Regions from separate parts of the Danio rerio genome. Here region 2 is linked to region 1. The links are chromatin contacts, called in public HiChIP or PLAC-seq maps. All regions are on one chromosome and are shown on one strand. Each heading gives the region's core, a stretch centred on a gene start, on an enhancer-like site or on the middle of the called end of the contact. The rest is flanking DNA. Distances are from core to core; before and after follow the strand shown.

What was found. HiChIP or PLAC-seq counts read pairs in DNA pulled down with a chosen protein or histone mark.
Region 2: an H3K4me3 HiChIP or PLAC-seq map of gastrula embryo shows a contact between it and region 1, with 5 times the contacts expected there. The contact joins the promoter of tnpo2b here to the promoter of nup133 in region 1. A contact is called at or near these places in 1 of 18 Hi-C or Micro-C datasets (hematopoietic stem cells) and 2 of 4 datasets of contacts at active chromatin or transcription factors (embryo and gastrula embryo).

The regions. Positions count from the first base shown.
Region 1 is chr1:57,396,484-57,403,428 of GRCz12tu, reverse strand. It overlaps nup133 (nucleoporin 133), which reads right to left and starts at 4,172. Exons shown (of 26, transcript NM_213531.1): 1 at 3,901-4,172; 2 at 2,805-2,920; 3 at 2,615-2,718; 4 at 1,944-2,048; 5 at 1,387-1,518; 6 at 44-214. The coding sequence starts at 4,028. It overlaps taf5l (TAF5-like RNA polymerase II, p300/CBP-associated factor (PCAF)-associated factor), which reads left to right and starts at 4,504. Exons shown (of 7, transcript NM_199852.1): 1 at 4,504-4,622; 2 at 5,554-5,695; 3 at 6,273-6,377. The coding sequence starts at 5,557.
Region 2 is chr1:57,597,085-57,604,029 of GRCz12tu, reverse strand. tnpo2b (transportin 2b) reads right to left here and starts at 3,146. Exons shown (of 25, transcript XM_021477402.3): 1 at 2,927-3,146. rln3b (relaxin 3b) reads right to left here. Exons shown (of 2, transcript NM_001115063.1): 2 at 5,802-6,087. The coding sequence ends at 5,802.

The sequences.
Region 1 (6,945 bases), core at 2,923-5,422:
AATTCTGTGGGAACCCTGATTTACAGAAAACACTCATACTGACAGAGAGGTCGGCTGGTTGGCCACGGATCCCAAACAGGCTGGAAACCCTGCGGCCGATGCCTGACAGCATCCCCTGACCCTGCTGGACAGGCCTGTGATGCAGTTTCCCAGAGGAATCTGCAGAGAGCCGGAGCAGGTGACCACGGTACGAGGACACGATGAAACTCCCACCCTGAATGAAGATGAAAAATTCATACAAAAGCCCTTTTTCCATCCTTTAAAGTTCAGTTAAGCATATATACATCACATGAATAATTACATATTTAAGCACAATAATGGTCAATGGTTTGGAATAAAAAAAAGTTTTAAAAATATTACACTGTGTGTGTGTGTGTGTGTATATATATATATATATATATATATATATATATATATATATATATATATATATATATATATATATATATATATATATATATATATATATATATAAAATCTTATTTTAACTTCAGCTGTTTTTTGTAACCATACAAAAAAAAAAAAAACAGTAGAGAAGTAAATGTTGTCATTTGAGTGTATTACCTACTGGTCAATCAAATGGGTTAGACCTGAAAGTTAGACCTGTTTTTAAAGTATACACACGTCTCAGGATTTCACAAATATCATGTACCAGAACTTTTTGTTAGATCAGAATGAACTACTGAAATAATTGTAATTTATTTATTTTCAAGATGTGGTTTGCATATATCTTACATTACATAAATTAATTTTCATAATTAAATTATATAATGTATTAATTATTATAATGAAATGCATGTTGAAATGTTTATTTTGAAATGTAATGTATTCCTGTGATGACAAAGCACCCATGAAATGTGTATTTAGTGCTAAATTATTATTTATTTCTGCTTCTCAATCACCACTGCTTAAATATAATCAATATTAATATAGTTTTTTTTTAATTAAATTAAGATTCCTTTGATTTAAGGAATAGAAAATGTCAAATAAACAGCATTATTTTAAAAACCTTTAAGACTTCTTTATGCCGCAGTGACTTTTGATCAATTTGATGTGTCCTTAACAAATAAAAATACTATTTTAAAAATTGGCACATCAGATCAATTACATCACATCATTTTGGTTAAGTCAGATTTCATTTAACTCATTTAGTTTGTGTTTAATGCCATGGCAGCTTCTATGGCTATTTTCATGGCGATAAAATGCATGTTGCAGCTAGATTATAACATTTTTACAATTAATTTTTTGCTAAAAACCATAAATCAGTATTTTAAAAAGTATCTTCAAAAAAGTGAACAAAATATCAATTAAATTCCCCACAGAATAAATCCGAGACACGCTTCCTAGTTAAAGTGCATTAGCAAAGAGAAAATGTCTGGTTTTTACCTTAACAGCGGCCACATAGTTGGACAAGTGTCCGCTCAGGTCCAGAGAGATCTCAGTGTAAGAGCCCTCATGCGCCAGACTGGGCCAGAAGCGGACCAGACCATCAGGAGACACAGCCAAAACACTGATGGACTGTGTGAGAAAGAGAGAGACTTTTCATTTTACTTTTAACAATCTCTTTATTTAGTTGTCTGATCACATTAAAAATAGCGCTTTCCAAAAATTAAATGTTTAACACTTTGGTTCCTGTTGCAGTATTGACATTTTGAGGCTCGTTCTCCTTTAAGTAAATGCCTGTGAGTCCAATACACCACCTTGTGGAAACAACCTCATCATGTCTTGAGTTGAAAAATGTTTGATTTTCTTCCTTCCACTGGCTAAACATATCAAAACATTTATTTTCTGAGCACTGATCCCAATCTGCTTGCCATTTGTTAAGAATATAGCCTTTTATTGGTCTTTTTTTGTAATCTGCTGGACTGTGAGAAGCACATTTGCATTGATGTTTGCAGGGTTGAAATCTCCTCTGATGCTCATGTGCAGATGCAGGAGCTCACCTGAATGGGAGCCAGATCGAGCGGCCCGGAGGAACTGATGGAGACCAGATCAGCACTGTATGCAAACTCACTGGACGGCAGCTGCAGGTCCTTACACACCGACAGCTGAACGGCAAAATAAAACAGCATGATGTTTGCAGAACAACACACAAAAGGTAATTATATACTGCATCCCAATTCACCTACTTATACTAAGTCCTAAAAATATGTACTTTATTGTGAAGAAAAAGTACATACAGTCGAAGTCAGAATTAGCCCCCCTTAATATTTCTTCCCCAATTTTTGTTTAACAGAAAGAAGTTTTTCAACACATTTCTAAACATGATAGTTTTAATAACTCATTTCTAATAACTGATTTATTTTATCTTTGCCATGATGACAGTAAATTATATTTGGCTAGATATTTTTAAGATACTAGTATTCAGCTTACAGTGACATTAAATGGCTTAACTAGGTTAGTTTGGCGAGTTAGGGTTATTAGGCAAGTTATTATATAACGAGGGTTTGTTCTGTAGACAATCAAACACAAATATTGCTAAGGGGGCTTATAATATAGTCCTTAAAATGGGTTTAAAAAACTTTTAAAACTGCTTTTATTCTAGCCAAAATAAAACAAATCAGACTTTCTCCAGAAGAAAAAAATATTATTGGACATTTGTCTCTTTTCTGACCTTCGCCACAGACGTCTGAGACACTTTCCAGACGATCAGCCGTTCTCCACAAACCATCCAAGCCCAACCAGATGCCTCCACCTTCACTGAGATCTGATCGTCCACTGCAGGAAACAAACATTTAGAGGACCTCAAATCATTGGATCGACTCTAAAACACAGTCGAAATCTATAAAAACAAAGAGTGTCACCATCAGCCATGGTCAGCGCCTCCATGACTTTAACAGGTAGAGATGATCCGAAAGTCTGGACATCAAAATTATAAGATTCGACGACAGCATGACTCTGAACTCGCGTGGGAGTAGATCTAGAAGAGAGAAAACCAATTGATATATACAAATTTAGCAAAGTAATACAAATAAAAATGTATTTTGGAATAATTATGCAAGTTATGTTCTATAAGTTATCCTGAATGATGAATATTGTGAAAAGCACTACACAAAAAACAATCATAAATGTGTAATATATATATATATATATATATATATATATATATATATATATATATATATATATATATATATATATATATATATATATATATATATTAATGACGGCCTCAGTTTCTTTCAGTTTACTAGGTATTTAAATTATTTAAATATTAATAATTGTTGTTTAAAGGGCGTTTTTCTTCTGATTTTAAATGTCAATTGATCAGAATAAGAAATGTTTTCATTTGTTTGTTTAAAAATATCAGGGTTATTGCAATTAAATATTGATATATTAACTGTTCAGAATTTAAAACATTGTATTTTGTGGTCTAAACATTAATATTAACATAAAAAATATGCCACTTTTTTGTAATTTTGCACAGCAAAACTGTAGTTAAATTACTTAATGTACATAAATGACATTTTACCCAAGACATAACAATAATTCATAAATAAGAATATTCAGAGATAATAATAAAAATTGCCAAGTAGTGACAGTTGTTTTTATTCTGTATGTATGTATGTATACACACACACACACACACACACACACACACACACACACACACACACACACACAGAGATATAGATAGATATCAGACAGACAGTATATTATTATTGCTACAGTTATTTATATTAATACAATAAAATGAATATTACATGTAATATATGTATAAAAATATGAAGTGTAATTGATTTAAGATTAAATTTACTGGACAAGACGTTAATAACACTTAATTTTGATACAATAATTTTTCAGTATGTATATATATATATATATATATATCATCATTAGGATGTACATCTAAAACACCAGCATGTCAGTGTTAATTCAGAGTGTTTACTGTGTTTTTACCGTGCTGTCACAGCGGAGCGGCGTGGAGAAAACAGCAGTCCGGGCTGAACTGCGCTCACACTCCTCCGTCCGCCGGTCCGGGGCGCCTGTCTGCGGCCTGAGCCCGGTGTGCCGCGGGGAGAAAACATACCCGGTCCACAGTCCGTTTACAACCAGCAGAAAGCGTTCAGAAGCGACGAAATGCGATACAAAATCGGGAAAAGCCGTTTACCGCGCGCTCACTGAAGTCAGGCGCGCACACAATACGCGTCATAATAGAACTGCGCATGCGCTCCTCTGCAGCTGATCCTGAAACCGTTTATAATCTTTTCTCAAATAGGCAAAAGAGGACGTTGAGACACGAAACTGATCCTGGAACAGTGTTACAATAAACAGCACTTCAGTTAGGATTAATGGTCATTCTCAACAGCAGGATTTTGGAAAATGTAGTTTCAATACATATATATATAAAACAAACAAACTTCAGTAAACATACACTTTAAATTAAGTGTTTCAGTAAAGTCGACTTCCCATTTAAAACACTGTCAGTTGTTGATTTTGTCAATGCGCTAGATGGCGCAGTGCCTGACCTACAATCTCAGCGCGCCGTCAAAGAAGGCGCCGAAGAAGAAAACAGCGCGACCAATGGAGCTGCGGTGGAGAAGAGTAGCGGTCAGCCTCAGAGCCTCTTTCATGGCATAAAACAGCACTTTTCTCCAGGACAGGCATTCGCGGATTATGCAGTAGGTGTTTAACATCTTTTCTAAGCTGTTGATGAGCTATAAACCTGTATAAGTTTAGTGTATTTGTGTTCAGAAGTCCAGAAACGTGATGATGGTCGAGGCCGCGCAGCTGCAGGAGTCTCTTGAGTAGCCTTGATTTATTCAATTAGTCTATTTAAAATATGTTATGTTAAGAAACTCGTAAATTTGATTTGTGTTCTGACTTCACCTTTCATCGCTTTGGTTGCGTTGCACAAAATCTAACCTGCTCCTAATGGCTGTATCTCAAATACTAGTGAGTCCACTAACTTGGCAGCATTAATTGAACAACGTCAGAGTTTGAATGCGGACGCGAAAGTTTCATTCACTACGCGAAAATTAACGGGGTATTTCACCCGAAAATAAAACTTTTCATCATCATTTAATCTCATTGAAGTAGTGCTAAACTTTGATGATTGTCTTTTCTTGACAAAACAAGATATTTTAAACATTTTGGGGTAAAAAAAACAGACATTTACATTTGTCGTAGGAACAAAAATACCAGATGTAAAAGTTTGTATATTTACAGGTATATTGTAAATAAGACCTAACCTATCAAGTGTGTACATAGAGTAAGCAAAAACCACACAGGGATATAAGTAAAACACTCAAAGTACGCTCTAAAAATAGAAAAATAATTATTTTGAGCTTAAACATTGAGGTAAAGTTGGTTTAATATTCGCACATTCATTCATCTTTATACTGCGACTATAACTTGCAACACGGTCCTCATATTGTTTAGCACGCTACTTTGAATATTGGGTCTGAAATCGCATGTAATTGTGACGTCAAAACCACTTTATCAGAAATGAATGAAATATTAAAGCTGATATGATTCCCCTGTCATGATATTTATTCATGATTCCCTCCTACAAGTGCTCGATGTTTTGTGTGTATTCTGTGTGTTCTTAAGGAGATGAAGCGTGTCCGGACGGAGCAGATCCAGTATGCGGTGACGCAGTACCTGAAGAGGAGACAGTATATTGACACTGATGGATCAATGAAAGGAGCAAAACTCTCACAAACCGCTGAGGAGATGGCGGCCAGTCTGACAGGTAAATAAACCAAATTATTTATATTAAATCTCCTGTGATTTTTTTTTTTTACTTCCTCAAATATTTCCCAAATGATGTTTAACAGAGCAAGGATTTTTTCACAGTATTTCCTATAATATTTTTTCATCTGGAGAAAGTCTTATTTAGGCTAGAATAAAAGCAGATTTAATTTTTTAAAATAACATTTTAAGGTCAATATTATTACCACCTTAAAGCAATATTTTGTTTCGATAGTCTACAGAGAAAATCACTGTTATATAATGACTTGCCTAATTAACCTAGTTAAGCCTTTTAATGTCACTTTAAACTGAACACTAGTATCCTGAAAAATATCTAGTCAAACATTATTTACTGTCATCATGGCAAAGATAAAAGAAACCAGTTATTGGGAATAAGTTATTAAAACTATTATGTTTAGAAATGTGTTGAAAAGAAATCTCTCCGTTAAACAGAAATTTGGGAAAATATAAAAGAATTAAATATTTTAACAGGAGGGCTAATGATTGTGACCTAAACTGTGACTGTAAATAATAATGAATTGGGCAGTGCTTATTCCCTGTGTTTCTGACCTGTGCAGTTCAGACGGAGTCGAGTTGTGCCAATGTGGTGTCCGCGGCCCCGTGTCAGGCGGACCCTCAGCAGTACGAAAACCAGTACTCCAGGCTACGCTCCTTCCTGCAGGGTGAGACCAGATCCTCAGACACACCCGGGATGCATGATATTTAATATTCTGATAAGAAATTATGTTTGAAATATTTTTAAAAATATGAATAGTATATTATATTAAAATGCAAACTGATGTTGGCGCAATAGCCTAATGGTTACCGCGCCAACATATGGTGCAGTAGCACATCAGGGAGTCCCAAGTTTGAATCCCGACTCGAGATTCAACATTTCCCTACCTCTCTCTCTCTCTCTCTCTCTCTTCTAACCCCCCCCCCCCCCCCCCCAAACTTTGCTTCCTGTCTAAATACTGTCCTATCTAATAAAGGCAAAAAGGCCAAAAGTAGATCTTAAAAAATATATATGTAAATTAATATTAAAATTGACACATAAATTCAATAATAAATATTTAAGTAGTAATTAATATTATTTTAAAATATAAATTCAACATAAAATAAATGTAAAAATATTAATGTTAAAAAAATATGTGTATGTATATATGTATATATATATATATATATATATATATATATATATATATATATATATATATATATATATATATATATATATATATATACATATAC
Region 2 (6,945 bases), core at 1,897-4,396, 200 kb before region 1:
AGAAGCCTTTTCAAGTTGTAAAGTAACCTGATTTTAAAACTAATGAAGACAGCAGAAGTCAATGATTTATGTGAATTGTTTGACCTGACATGTTTTCCGCTCCAAAATAGTTTAAATGTTTCCTAGAATAAAATATAGTGTGTTTAATAGGAGAAAAAAAGTTGTTGTTTTTTTACCCAGACATTTAAAAAGAATATATTTTAGAGCAGTAATCACAATACTGTGATACTCATAGCCAGGGTAGACATACCTTTGGAATCTAATACATGCCTAATTGCAATATATAATTGCAGAAAAACTAAACATCACAAAATCAGATTTCTCCAAAATTGTGCAGCCCTACTCAGGAAGATTCTGTAGTTTTTGCATTCTCATGTTGTGGCTAATATTTCACATAAAACATGAGTAATTGGCCAATTAAAGAGACAGTTCACCCAAAAATGCTAATTTAGTCATCATTTACTCACCTTTCACTTGTTCTAAACCTAATTTAGATTCTTTCCTCTGTTGAGTACAAAGTAAGATAATTCGAAAAATGCTAGCTGGCACCCACTGACATCCATTTGCTGACAAGATGCTTCTGCTAAATGATGCACTCTAATTCGATTTCAATTGTATTTTGATTTATCATCATAAAATTAACCTGCTGATGCCACTGCCAATATGCACCAGACACTTCCCAACACAAACTCTTTTACTTGGTCCCACACACACTCAAGATCTGCTAAACTAACTTGGATTTGTGATGGCATCTATCTATTTCTGCTCTCTGGTGATTTTAAGTGCTTCCTTTATTCTCATTTGTAAGTGGCTTTTGATTAAAGCATCTGCTAAATGAATGAACGTCAACATTACGTCAATGGAATGGTAAAACTGTGTAATGTTTTTGCTACTTTGCATAGAAACACTCACAGGGAAAAAAATTAAAAGTGGTCACAATTTGAAAAGATTAACTTGTCCTAAAAAATTACATAAAAAACATGACCCTAATGGCCACAATGGAAATGAACACTAAACTAATTGCATCTAATTAAGTCATTTGGTATTGCGACCAAAGAAAATCTTAGCTAGTTAAATAAAACATATATATTTCTAATTGTGATATCTTCAAATGTTTTTTTTTCAGTTTTGGAACGAAACATGATTTGTAAATATATTATTCCATATAAATCTTGAAAAACAAAATCCATTAAAACAATCTTAAACATCTATTATTTTATTTCCCTTTTTAAACTTCAACAATACGACAATCAGGGTCCTAAAATCAACTGTGCTCCAGAGCATATCAGATTTTCAGATCTTACTGGAACTTTCATAAGATCTCTGTGGTTTAGATCTGAACTATGAATATTAATAATTATTACAGAAAATTAACCACCTAATAATTAAAAAAAAAGAACTCGATAATATACTACTTTGATTTTACAACAGCGTCAGAGAATGACAGCTCTGTAGATAAATGAACTGACCCTGATTATCGTGTGCTCCAGCACTAATTTAGATGACTCAACACACACCCCGAGTTTAAATCAATCCACATCTCACTGTTTTTACAAAAATAATTATTCACGTTTTTATTTAAGCATTTACATATTCAATATCGTTATGATGCTGCTTTGTATCTTGTTTTTTTTTTTTCAGATTTATAGTCTTATAGACTTCCAACAGACCTTTGGGCGCCATTGTGTCTGGATGAATGTTTTTGATATATAGATATATATATATATATATATATATATATATATATATATATATATATATATATATATATATATATACACACACACACACATTCTTGTGTATAACTGTGCGTGTTTGTTCGTGTATACTCTTTATATGAGATTGCCTGTGTGTTCCTGAGTATAAATATATTATAGTGCATGACTGAGCATGTTTACATGTGTGTGTGTGTGTGTGTGTGTGTGTGTGTTCCTGAGTGTATAAACTCGTGTGTAATGGAGTGTACTTTGTGTGTATAATCAGTTTGTATGAAATTGTCTGTGTATGCAATTGTGCGTGTGTTTCTGAGTGCACTGCATATATTATTGTGCATAACTGAGCCTGTTTACATGTGTGTCCCTGAGTGTATATATTCTCGTGTATAACCGAGCGTTTGTTGGTGTGTGTATAATTTGTGTATGAGGTCGGCACAATAGCCTAGTGGTTAGCGCGCAGACATATGGTGCAATAGCACGTCAGGGCGTCGCGAGTTCGAATCCCAGCTCGAGGACATTTCCCTACCCTACCCGTGTTTACATGTGTGTGTTCCTGAGAGTATATATTGTTGTATATAACCCAGTGTGTGTATAATCTCTGTGTGTATGGGGTTGCGTGTGTATTCTTTAGTGTATATATTCATGTGTATAACTGTGCGTGTGTTTGGTTGTGTAATCTCTTTGTGTACAGGATTATGGGTCTGTGAGCGTGTTTACATGTGTGTGTTCCTGAGGTTATATATTTTTGTAGACAACCGAGCGTGTGTTTGTGTGTGTATAATCTCTGTGTGTATGGGATTGTGTGCGCGTTGTTGAGTGTATATATTCTTGTGTACAAATGAGCGTGTGTTTGTGTGTGTAATCTCTCTGTGTGTATGAGATTCGGTGTGTCTGCGAGTGTTTACATGTGTGTATTCCTGAGTGTATATATTATTTGTATGACTGAGCGCGTGTTTGTGTGTGTATAATCTCTGTGTGTATGAGATTGTGTGTGTAGGCCGTGTGTGTGTGTGTGTGTGTGTGTGTGTTTACGCGGCCCGGTTTAACCCAATTCCCCAGCTCACATCACACGCTGTAACCGACCATACACGAAATAAAACGCATTAAATCGGTGAAATCAGTGCGGTGAGCGTGTATAACGCTGAAGTATAAACAGAGACAGACGCTGATGTAGCCGTTAGCAGCTATGCTAACCCGCCAAACGCTCTCACCTTCAGTCAGTGGATCCCCCTCTCTCTCTTTCAGTCTGTGTTTATCTCTCTCAGCCGCTGCACGAACGCTGATGTCCGTCGGGTCACGGTAACGGAAGGCTCGCCGCGGCTTTCCACTTATTTTCGATGGGATTTAATCGGTGTGCTTGCTGGTATCCTTATTTCACCGGCGGCGGCTGATGCATGGCGGACGCGTTAATCGCGCTCTGTGTATCTGTGCGGCTTCCGTACCGTGACGCTGCGCTCACGTCACGTCTCATTAACATAAAACTACAAAAAGCGCGACTACTGAATAGATATTAAAAATAGTAAACTAACTTTATAGAAAATTAAGCTAAATATCTTGCGATAATTGTTAGTTATGCATCGTTAATGAAGGGTTGTGGGGAGTATAATTAATTTTAAAAGAGTGTAATTCATTAGGTATCCTGTAGATGGAGACAAAGTCGAAAATAATGGAGGGTCATTCAGGTTCATTATCCTCCTCGCCATGAAGGATTTGGTGTCATATAAGTACTGTGGTAGTTTGAATTACCATAATAATAAGTGGTTATTTCCACATTGGTGTAGATTTACATGGTATTCCGTGTAAATAGCCAAAGAACAGTGCAAAACTATTGCTGTACTGAAAATATTATACTACTAGTACTTATTCATTAGATACTAGTACTTATTAAATAGACACTAGTTGTTGTTTATTAGATACTACTACTTTTTTAATAGCGACAAACAATTCTGTTGTTACTAGTACCAAATTTACAATTTTTCTATATGATCTGTCATTGGGATTCAACTATTCAATTTTGATTATACGTATTCCAGCTGGGACTGGTCTAGTGCATATTTTTGTTTACTAGTAGTTAAAAATTAGGTACTGGTACTAATTCATTACAATATTTTTAAAAAGCACTAATATCAAATGAATAGGTACTAGTATCTAATGAATAGGTACTAGCACTTGATTTGATTTTTGATTTATTTATTTTCGAAAAAAAATATCATACATAAAATATCATTGACAAAAAGAAATATGTTTCAACATGGTCGAAAATGGAGCTGAAATTGGATGAAGCATAAGCTTATTATTCTCCCACCCCATTAGACACATACATCATTCGTTTATTACTTAAACTTATTTATTCTTTTACTTATCTCTTCTTTTTACATGAAACATATTTGATCCTTTTGGCATTGTACCTTTTCATTTTGTAACATAGACCCAAAGAAAAAAAAGAACAAAACACATAGTACTGCAAATAGAAACAAAGAAACAACAAGAACAACATAGTATACTGCAAATAGCCGTTAAATAAAATTTCATCATACTTTTCTCTTTTTATCCTTTTTCAATCACCTTCAATCACTAAAATATATTTATACAGTTTTTTTAAATTGATTAATATCCTGACGTTGTTTTAGACTCTGATCAAGACTGTTCCATAGTTATAGTTTACTTAATGAAAAAGATAGTAGTATTTAAAAAATAAGCAATAGTAACATGAAAATAGATACTAAAACGGGTTACAGATTAAATGTCAAAACAGCTTGCCAAAACATCCTGATACAATGGCACTAAATAAACTACTTGGGTTGTATTTATTTTATAGCATTTCTGTTAGAAGCTATAAATATTAAGTTAATATTTTATATACATCTTGAATGTGTATATTTATTTCCCAGAGTGTCACTTTTAAATCTGTTCAAGTTTCTTTCTTTCACAAATTAATATTTATTTAAAAGAAAAAAAAAACAGCCATTAAAGCCGCTTCATAGTATTATTTGTTCCTATGGATTTATGGATGTCAATGCAGCCTCGTAGCCTGTGGGTTTCGGGTGGTTCAAAAGACCCACCCCTCACTGACAAAGGTCCAAAATCTGTCCCATACATGAGCTCATTTGTCCTATTTTGACTGCTAAGCCATCATATGTGGTGAAATATTAGGTTAACTAGGCAGGTTAGGGTAATTAGGCAAGTTATTTTATAACGATGGTTTGTTCTGTAGACTATCGAAAATTTTGCTTAAAGGGGCTAACAATTTTGACCCTAAAATGGAGTTTAAAAAATTTAAAACTGCTTTTATTCTAGCCGAAATTAAACAAATAAGACTTTCTTCAGAAGAAAAAATATTATCAGACATACTGTGAAAATTTCCTTGCTCTGTTAAACATAATTTGGGAAATATTTAAAAAAGAAAAACATTCAAAGGAGGGCTAATAATTTTCCCTTTAACTGTAGTAATGTGTATTTAACATGTATGATTGGTACATCAAAAAGTGTGGTTATGAAGACCATCTGACAAGCTAACCCAGCTAAAAATGTCACTAAAAGCAACATTGAAATCTCATAATTAAATAGAAAATAAAGCGAATAACTCTAGAAAGTCTACCCCTTTCACCCTTTTTTAAAAATTTTTGTTGAACTGACCGTCACTTTAAATCAATACCCAAACAAGAGCATCACGCCAAGAGAGACCATGCTTTAAAAAAGATAACTTTTGACTAAATTCGGCTTTTCCTGTATATTCCAGGTGTACATTTTCACTATTTCACAGGAACAACCTTTAAACAGAAAGATAAAAAACGCTGAAGAATTTGCATTGCACATTCCTTCTGTTTTTTTAAACAATATATTTTTTATTTTTGAGATTGCATATTACTACAGGTTACGCAGTATATACCAATCTTGTAAGCACAGCAAACATTTTACATCCAGTTTTCCCATCCAAAACCCCAATCCAATCACCTAACAGAATGTTCCTGCACAATCAGAGAGGCTTTTACAAGACATTAAAAGCTTGCCATTTTTCCTGTAATGTCACATAATAAGGGCTCCTCTTATTAACCCACAGGCTCTCTGGATTCGCAGGATTCTCTTTTAACATAATGAGCTGATCTCGCTCTTGCTGCAGCCCCATTTGCAGCAGGCGTTGGACAGGCCGACCACGACATCACGGCCTTTCCTGTCTGACGTGCGCAGGGCCTCCAGCACTTCCTCTGAGATGACCGACCGGGCGGTACGGCTGAACACAGGGCCCTCCGAAGCCTCTGCTGCCCAGCTAGGGGTCTCCGAGTTGGGACGGGGTCTGTATGATAGTCCAGGGATGACTGAGTTTAAGGCCCATCTTTCAGAGGCCTCGTCATCATGAGCGGAGAGCAGATCACTGGACAGATCACCTGCACAACACATATGTACATAAATGATGTTGAACAGAGCAAGGACATTTTCACACTATGTCTGATCATATTTTTTCTTCTGGAGAAAGTCTTATTTGTTTTATTTCGGCTAGAATAAAAGCAGTTTTTAATTCTTTAAACACCATTTTAAGGTTAATATTATCAGCCCCCTTAAGTAATATATTTTTTAAAAGTCTACAGAATGAAATCATCATTATATAATGACTTGCCAAATTACCCTAACATGCCTAATTAACCCAGTTAAGACTTCAAACATCACTTTAAGATGAATACTTGTATTAGGGCTGCCTAATATATCATTTCAGCACCAATATTGCAAAGTGTGTGTCCACAATAGTCACATCGCAGGATATGCAATGTCAAGTTGGGATTACAGTTGATCAACAATTGAGAATACATAAGATTTGTGGAGTCATCACAAAGAATAACCATACCAGAGTGAAACTTTATTATTTCCCTGTGTTTTAAAGGCATGTTAAGTAAGTGTAAAGCATTCGGTCAATAATGTAAACATTTGTAACTTTAATGAAGAATCACTGATTTATTAAAACAATAAAGACTGCAGTGTTATTTACATTACATTATTAAATATCCGTATCTGAATACTGTTTGACTCTCCAGAAAACCATAACTGTTTATTTGATGTCTTCTTTGTTCTATTGTAATTATTCTTTCAAATTTATTATTCATTAATTAATTTTCTTTTTGACTTAGTCCCTTTATTAATCTGCAGTCGCTACAGCAGAATGAACCGCCAACTTGTACAGCATATGTTTCACGCAGCGGATGCCAATCACTGGGAACATCCATCCATACACACTAAT